Linked DNA regions of Oryzias latipes: region 1 is linked to region 2. Evidence: chromatin contacts called from public Hi-C data. All regions are on one chromosome and are shown on one strand. Each heading gives the region's core, a stretch centred on a gene start, on an enhancer-like site or on the middle of the called end of the contact. The rest is flanking DNA. Distances are from core to core; before and after follow the strand shown. Region 1 overlaps LOC101162832 (extracellular sulfatase Sulf-2). Region 2 has its middle 19 kb from the start of LOC101162832.

Region 1 (2,900 bases), core at 130-2,629, 57 kb after region 2:
TTTTTCTTTCTGGGCTATCAGGAAGCCTCCACACAAGAGAACTGATGGGAAGGAAATGGCCCAAGAAGAGAACTTCCTACCAAAGTACCAGAGGGTCAAGGATTTGTGTCAGAAAGCGGAGTACCAGAGCTCCTGCCAGCAGCCAGGACAGGTATTTGGCCTGCAAGAGTTAAAGAAAGAGAGGTTATTAAAAATTCATGGGAACAAAAGAGAGTAAAGCCAAATCTGGGGATCATTTAGAACTCAGTAAAATATGCAGGTACTGCACTCTTGAGGTTCATTTTAACTTTCTGTTTTCTTACTTTTTCTAGTTGGTGTGCACATTTGAAAAGAATGTATAGCTTGTTGGAAACCTGTGAATTATGAATTCTGGATTAGAGCTGTCATACCAGTGGTTCTCAACACCACCACAAGATGAAAATCAGTTTTTGGTGATTTTAACATGTTCTTGTGGCATTTTTCTGATGTTTGAGGAGATATATACAAAATTAAGCTTAAAAATGCATTTCTGAGTATTGCTTTAATCAAATTGCTGTGAATCAGGCTTGTAGTTGTTATGTACAAACTACAACACTGTGCCACAAGCTCCCTGCTCCACTCCATTCCGATGCATCCACTTGTAGATGACTGGATCCATGTGGGTCATCATTTTCCTCGTCTGATCTGATATCTGTCTCAAATGGTGGTCACCATTTTTGGGTTTGTAATGTTAGGTTGGAGTGTAAGGGGCTGTAAGCTAGTGGGAGATTGTGTAAACAGATGGGTGACGGGAAGTGGGGGTGGGCTTTCTCCGCACCAACAGTCCTGCCAACAACTTAGAGGCAAATTTTTAATGGACTGCTGCAGCTTTACAAAAACTATTTTCAATATGGCTAAAAACGGCATAAGCATAGTTAAAAGACCACTGGGAATGCTTTTACAATAGATCAAAAGATTATTTGAGTGGAGCTCAAAGCACAGATATTTCTGAATAATTTTCTTGAGAGAAATGTTTAATCTTATTAAGTCTGAAACCATTTTCTGTTTTGCTTTAGAAATGGCAGTGTGTGGAGGACCCGACTGGCAAACTGAGGCTTTATAAGTGCAAGGGCATGGCAGGACTCTTTGCCCCCCGCATGCAGGCTCTGATGGCCAGCAGTGCCTCCCAGCTGTCTCTCACAATCAGCTCTGACGGATGTTCCTGTGGTGACATCAGCTTCAAGACATCCATCCTGAAAAAGAAAGGGCTGCTCAACAAAAAGAGTAAGTTCTTCTTTAGACACAGAATCAAAGAGTGACTCGGTGGGACCATAAACATTTTGCAGCTTGGTGTCAACTAATGGCTCTGGGAGTAAGCGGGAGTAAAGCTTTTGCGGTGGTGGGAGTAAGGCTTGGGGGGGGGGGGGTCAACAGGGTGATTGGGTCACTGTTAAACAAAGTAGCCACAGTGAGAAAGAAGTTGTTCTTGTAGTGGGGGTCCTGATCCAATTAGACTGAGTTTTACACTGCATGTCCAGGATGGGAGGGGGTCGGTTGATGTCCTGCCTGCATGTCTCCTGATCTGAAAGACGGACGGGCTGCATGAGGGATGAGAGACTGCAGCCATTCACCTTCTCTGCAGAGCTGATGACAGACTGCAGCTTGGTCTTGTTCCTGGCAGTTGCTACAGAAACCAAAATGTATTAAAAGTTGTGTGGATGGGTTGGATGATGGTCATGTAAAAGGTCACTGCTCCTCCCTCCAATGCTGTCATTCCTGTTGATATCAATAGATGTGGATGTTTCTGTTTGTTATTTCACAAAAACACAAATTCTTTGAAACAGCCTAGTTGGCAGCTGCAAAATGGGCCACTCTCATCTTATAACCACATTTAAGACAAACAGCACAGACCAGTGCTGCCATCAAGTGGACAGCAAGCGCAAATGCACACGTCTATAATGATTGAATATTGAAAGCAACAAAGACAAAAATTTATGCAAAATGTAAAAGTAATGCATAGAGTATTCACATGTGTAATTCACAAAGCATTGCTCCTCTGTCCTTTTAATCAGAGATGAAATCCATCAAGACTTTGTCAAGGAAGCGATCTGCCCGCTCTGCTCTGTATGAGCTGGGTGGAGATTTGTATGCAGTTGATCTTAAAGAGACCTACCGACCCGGTGGGCTCAGGAACAGCAGCTGGACCAGAAACAGGTGGAGAATAGCAGGGAATGAAGACGACCCTGAAGAAATCAGCGGAAATGGAATTGCGGCCAAACCCACAAGCAGCAACAGTCTCACACCACCTGCTGGCCTCAAAGTCACCCACAGGTGTGTGAGCAGGATGCGTGTGTACATGTTTCTGCTAGTGAAACGAACTGAATGGAAACAATTTAGCCTACGAGTGGATTTGCATTTGGAGATGTGACCATTTGCATGCTGGGACAAAAGCCCTACCAGACTGAGAAAACTCAAGTTACACAGACCTGCTGTTTCTTCTTTTGCCCAGTTAGTTTTGTTTTGTGTTTGGCTTTCACACAGTAAAAACAATGAAATCTTGTGGGGATATTTAGAAATTTAAAAGCAGAGAAAGAATTGACTGAGTGAAACTGCGTGATGCCAAAGATTGTCTGTACTGGACTGTGAATTATTCCTTTTTCACTTGGTCTGTGCTAAGAAACTGCTATCATCTAGCAGGACGGATAATGGACTTCTTTTCTTACAGAAGACACAATTTATGCTATCAAGCATAAAAAAGCCAAGACATAATTTTGAGGATGCAAGAGAAAAAAAAGTCCATTCATTATTTTGTTTTATGCTTGTTTTTGTCAATGTTCAGTAACATGTGTGATGAGGTCAAAATTACTTCTTTATTAATCACTTGAGAGGATCTAGATAAGTATTTACTGTCTTCAAAATCAGGTTCCATACATGTCTGTAAT
Region 2 (2,854 bases), core at 16-2,515:
AGGCGCAAACTGGCAGCCACACCTCTGTCATTCTGCTCCAGGGCAGCTTAGGCTACATTTGTAGTTACCATCACCAAAATCAAATAAATCTAATCTGTTAATATTATTATTGATTCATGCATATTTAACGTAGTTTATAAGCAATTATGACGTAAATCTTATGCAATTGCGCGTGATTTTTGCAAGATGCATACCCAAATTTATGGCTTTTCACAACTGTTCTACGTATGTCTAACGGACTTTTCTCGCATTGACAAACAGATAAAAACAGTTTCCTTAGAGATTTGTAAAAATTAATCCTAAATTATAAATGACAGCACAGATAAAAGTATGAATTTAATAATAGAAACAAAAAGGTTTTCAATTATAAAGTGCATTCAAATCCATATGACCCATCCAGCTGTTCTGCAGTTTCTGTGAACTCATCAGCTTTCAGCAGCTTTCATTAGGTGAGAAACTCGCTGAATGCTGTCACTGAAGATGTTTTTTATTTTTGGTGATTACTTCACCAGGCCTTGCCAGAGCAGCTCATGTGTGGATGGGTGGTGGTATGTGCCAAAGCAGTGAGTCGTAGCGACTGTGTAAAAAGCTTTACAGAGCATCAGCTCCGGTTGTAAACAGCTTCAGTGTGTTAACTTGGTTTGTAACAAACTGCCTTAACTAGGCTTTTTACGGCAATGTGAAAGCCCTGCTGTCTGCAGGTGGCACTTAAACTTTCACTCAACTTTCCTCTCTGCCGACTCTCTTTCACTTATGGTTAGCCTTTCCTAACAGTTGATCCGCTCAGTTCAGCACATGAAACAAGCTAGGCTCCATCTATCATCCAGCTGCTGCTGCCATCCGTAATCTCACCAAACCTTTGTCACACTCACCTTAATGCCTGTAATAACAACTCTGCGGGAAATGGCAACAACAATTCTCTGAGACGTACTTAAAGAGATCATGGGCTTCTCTCTGAGGGTGTAGCCTGTTGTTCAAACTGTGAGATCTCTGCTGTGCCCATGAGAAAACTGGGAGCCCGTGCAAACAGCCTGGTTCTCATGCAGCGTTCGCAAAGGAAGCATGGTTTCAGGATGCACGGCCGTAAAAATGGAGCATGTTGTTTGGATGAGATTTTGTTTGTGTGTAGGAGGCCTCATCTGCAGGAGCTCAGGGGTTTGGAGAATTAATGAAAAATAAACACAGAGTCTTTATGTTGACTCAGGGAGAAGTGATCCACAGGTTATTACTGCACTCCTCTTTCTCCTACTCTCCCATGGCTCTTGGAGGAGTTTATGTAAGCCAAACCCGTGCACATACACACACACACGCATGTACACACACCAACAGACATTTGGCCTCCAGGGCAATGGATGTCAGATGCTGCTGTCATATCTCATTTACACCTTTTGCTTTATGATTGAAATCGATAAACTGTGAGTTTTTGACATTGGCGCTCTTTTTTTTCACCAAAGAAAAGAGTTAAGTCACAACTTTTTTAGGAGTCATAAAAAGCTGCAAATAATGTGCATTTATTATATAACTTCTAGAAAAAAGCTAATTTATGGTAAAACTCTAAAAATGTAAAAAAGAATCTACCTTTATAAATTCCAAATTGGTATAGATGAAATGAAAAAAGTAACTTATATGAGGTATCATTGTCAAAAAACTTAAAGAAAAACTAAAGAAACTCCCACTCTCGACAAATTTCACTGAAAACAGTTTTATCACAAAAGAGCAGTCCCACCCGATGTTGAAGAGATTCCCTCAGACTCGGGGAACAGAACGAGCTCGTGGCGCCATCTAGTGTCTGGATCAGTTATGTGAACACAAGAAATCTGACATCTCGCGACAAAAATGGCTGAAGTTGTTCCTCGGTCAAGGCTAAGGACTTACAGGTAAAACACTGAAGAAACGGCAACATTCATTAACTTCTCTCATCTTTGTATCTAAATTAGGAGGATATGCTTGGAACCTGGAGGTTATTATATTTAGTTTCTCTAAAATTAGGTGACATTCACAGTTTCTGACTCTAAAATAAACTTTTAAAATTGACCGAATAAAGCAGGGGTCTGCAACCTGAGGGTCAGGAGCCACATGCGGCTGTTTTTCCCCTCCATTGTGACACTTTGGGTTTGAAGAAAAGTGCAAACAGTTAGAGTTAATAGTGGTTTCTTATTTGATTTTCAATAAGAACAAATTAATGCACACAATTTGTTCTTCTGCACCACTGTGTCTAGTTGGCTTTCAGTTCAGAGGCAAAGTTAGTTTCAAAGCATTTTTGCATTTACATGTATAGACTTCAAAAAATGTATTCCACAACAATGTTGTTATGTTTATGTTCAGTAGTAAAGTAGTATTGATTGATGCAATGCTTGACTTGGTTTTCTTGGATTTTCCGTTTCAATCAATTCATTTTAAGTGAATGAAAAACCAGATTTAAAAATATAAAAAAATAACTCGAAAGTACACACTATGAGCTTAAAGAAATTATTACAAATTTGAAAGTAAAAATTATTTTAAAAATTGAGCAATATATATTTTAAACTCAAAAGAAATGTTAAAAATGAGGGGGAAAAAAGTGAATTTGAAATTTGAACTAAAAAAAACTATAAACCTAAATCTGTGACCAAATGTTTTTTGGTCTAAATGTTTAGTTGTAACAGCTGCTGTTTTGTATTTTCAACTATTGTTTTTTCTTTTCATTTCTCTCTCTCTTTGCTTTCAGTTCCCAACTTATAGTAGAGTTCAGAATTTTAGTTTTTCCAGTAACTTTCCTAACTTTTTGTGGAGGTGGGGCTTCGAGCCCATTGGCTACACGACATGATTGACATGGGGTGACAGACGTTATGGTGACCTCATTTCCATTTCAGAA

Evidence for each region. A called contact is a pair of places that touch in the nucleus more often than the background predicts.
Region 1: a Hi-C map of embryo shows a contact between it and region 2, with 2.1 times the contacts expected there. The contact joins two enhancer-like sites. A contact is called at or near these places in 4 of 5 Hi-C or Micro-C datasets (embryo, fibroblasts and gastrula embryo).

What each region holds. Positions count from the first base shown.
Region 1 is chr5:26,106,977-26,109,876 of ASM223467v1, forward strand. LOC101162832 (extracellular sulfatase Sulf-2) reads left to right here. Exons shown (of 21, transcript XM_011475383.3): 11 at 22-151; 12 at 1,035-1,242; 13 at 2,031-2,289. Among protein-coding and RNA genes, the nearest start is that of LOC101156731, 5.0 kb to the right of the region's middle. Within about 2 kb of position 1,380, at least 1 of the 8 cell types and tissues checked has an H3K27ac peak or open chromatin away from gene starts, as enhancers often do. A contact at or near this core is called in embryo, where this site is marked.
Region 2 is chr5:26,049,931-26,052,784 of ASM223467v1, forward strand. No RefSeq gene overlaps it. Among protein-coding and RNA genes, the nearest start is that of LOC101162832, 19 kb to the right of the region's middle. Within about 2 kb of position 1,266, at least 2 of the 8 cell types and tissues checked have an H3K27ac peak or open chromatin away from gene starts, as enhancers often do. A contact at or near this core is called in embryo, where this site is marked.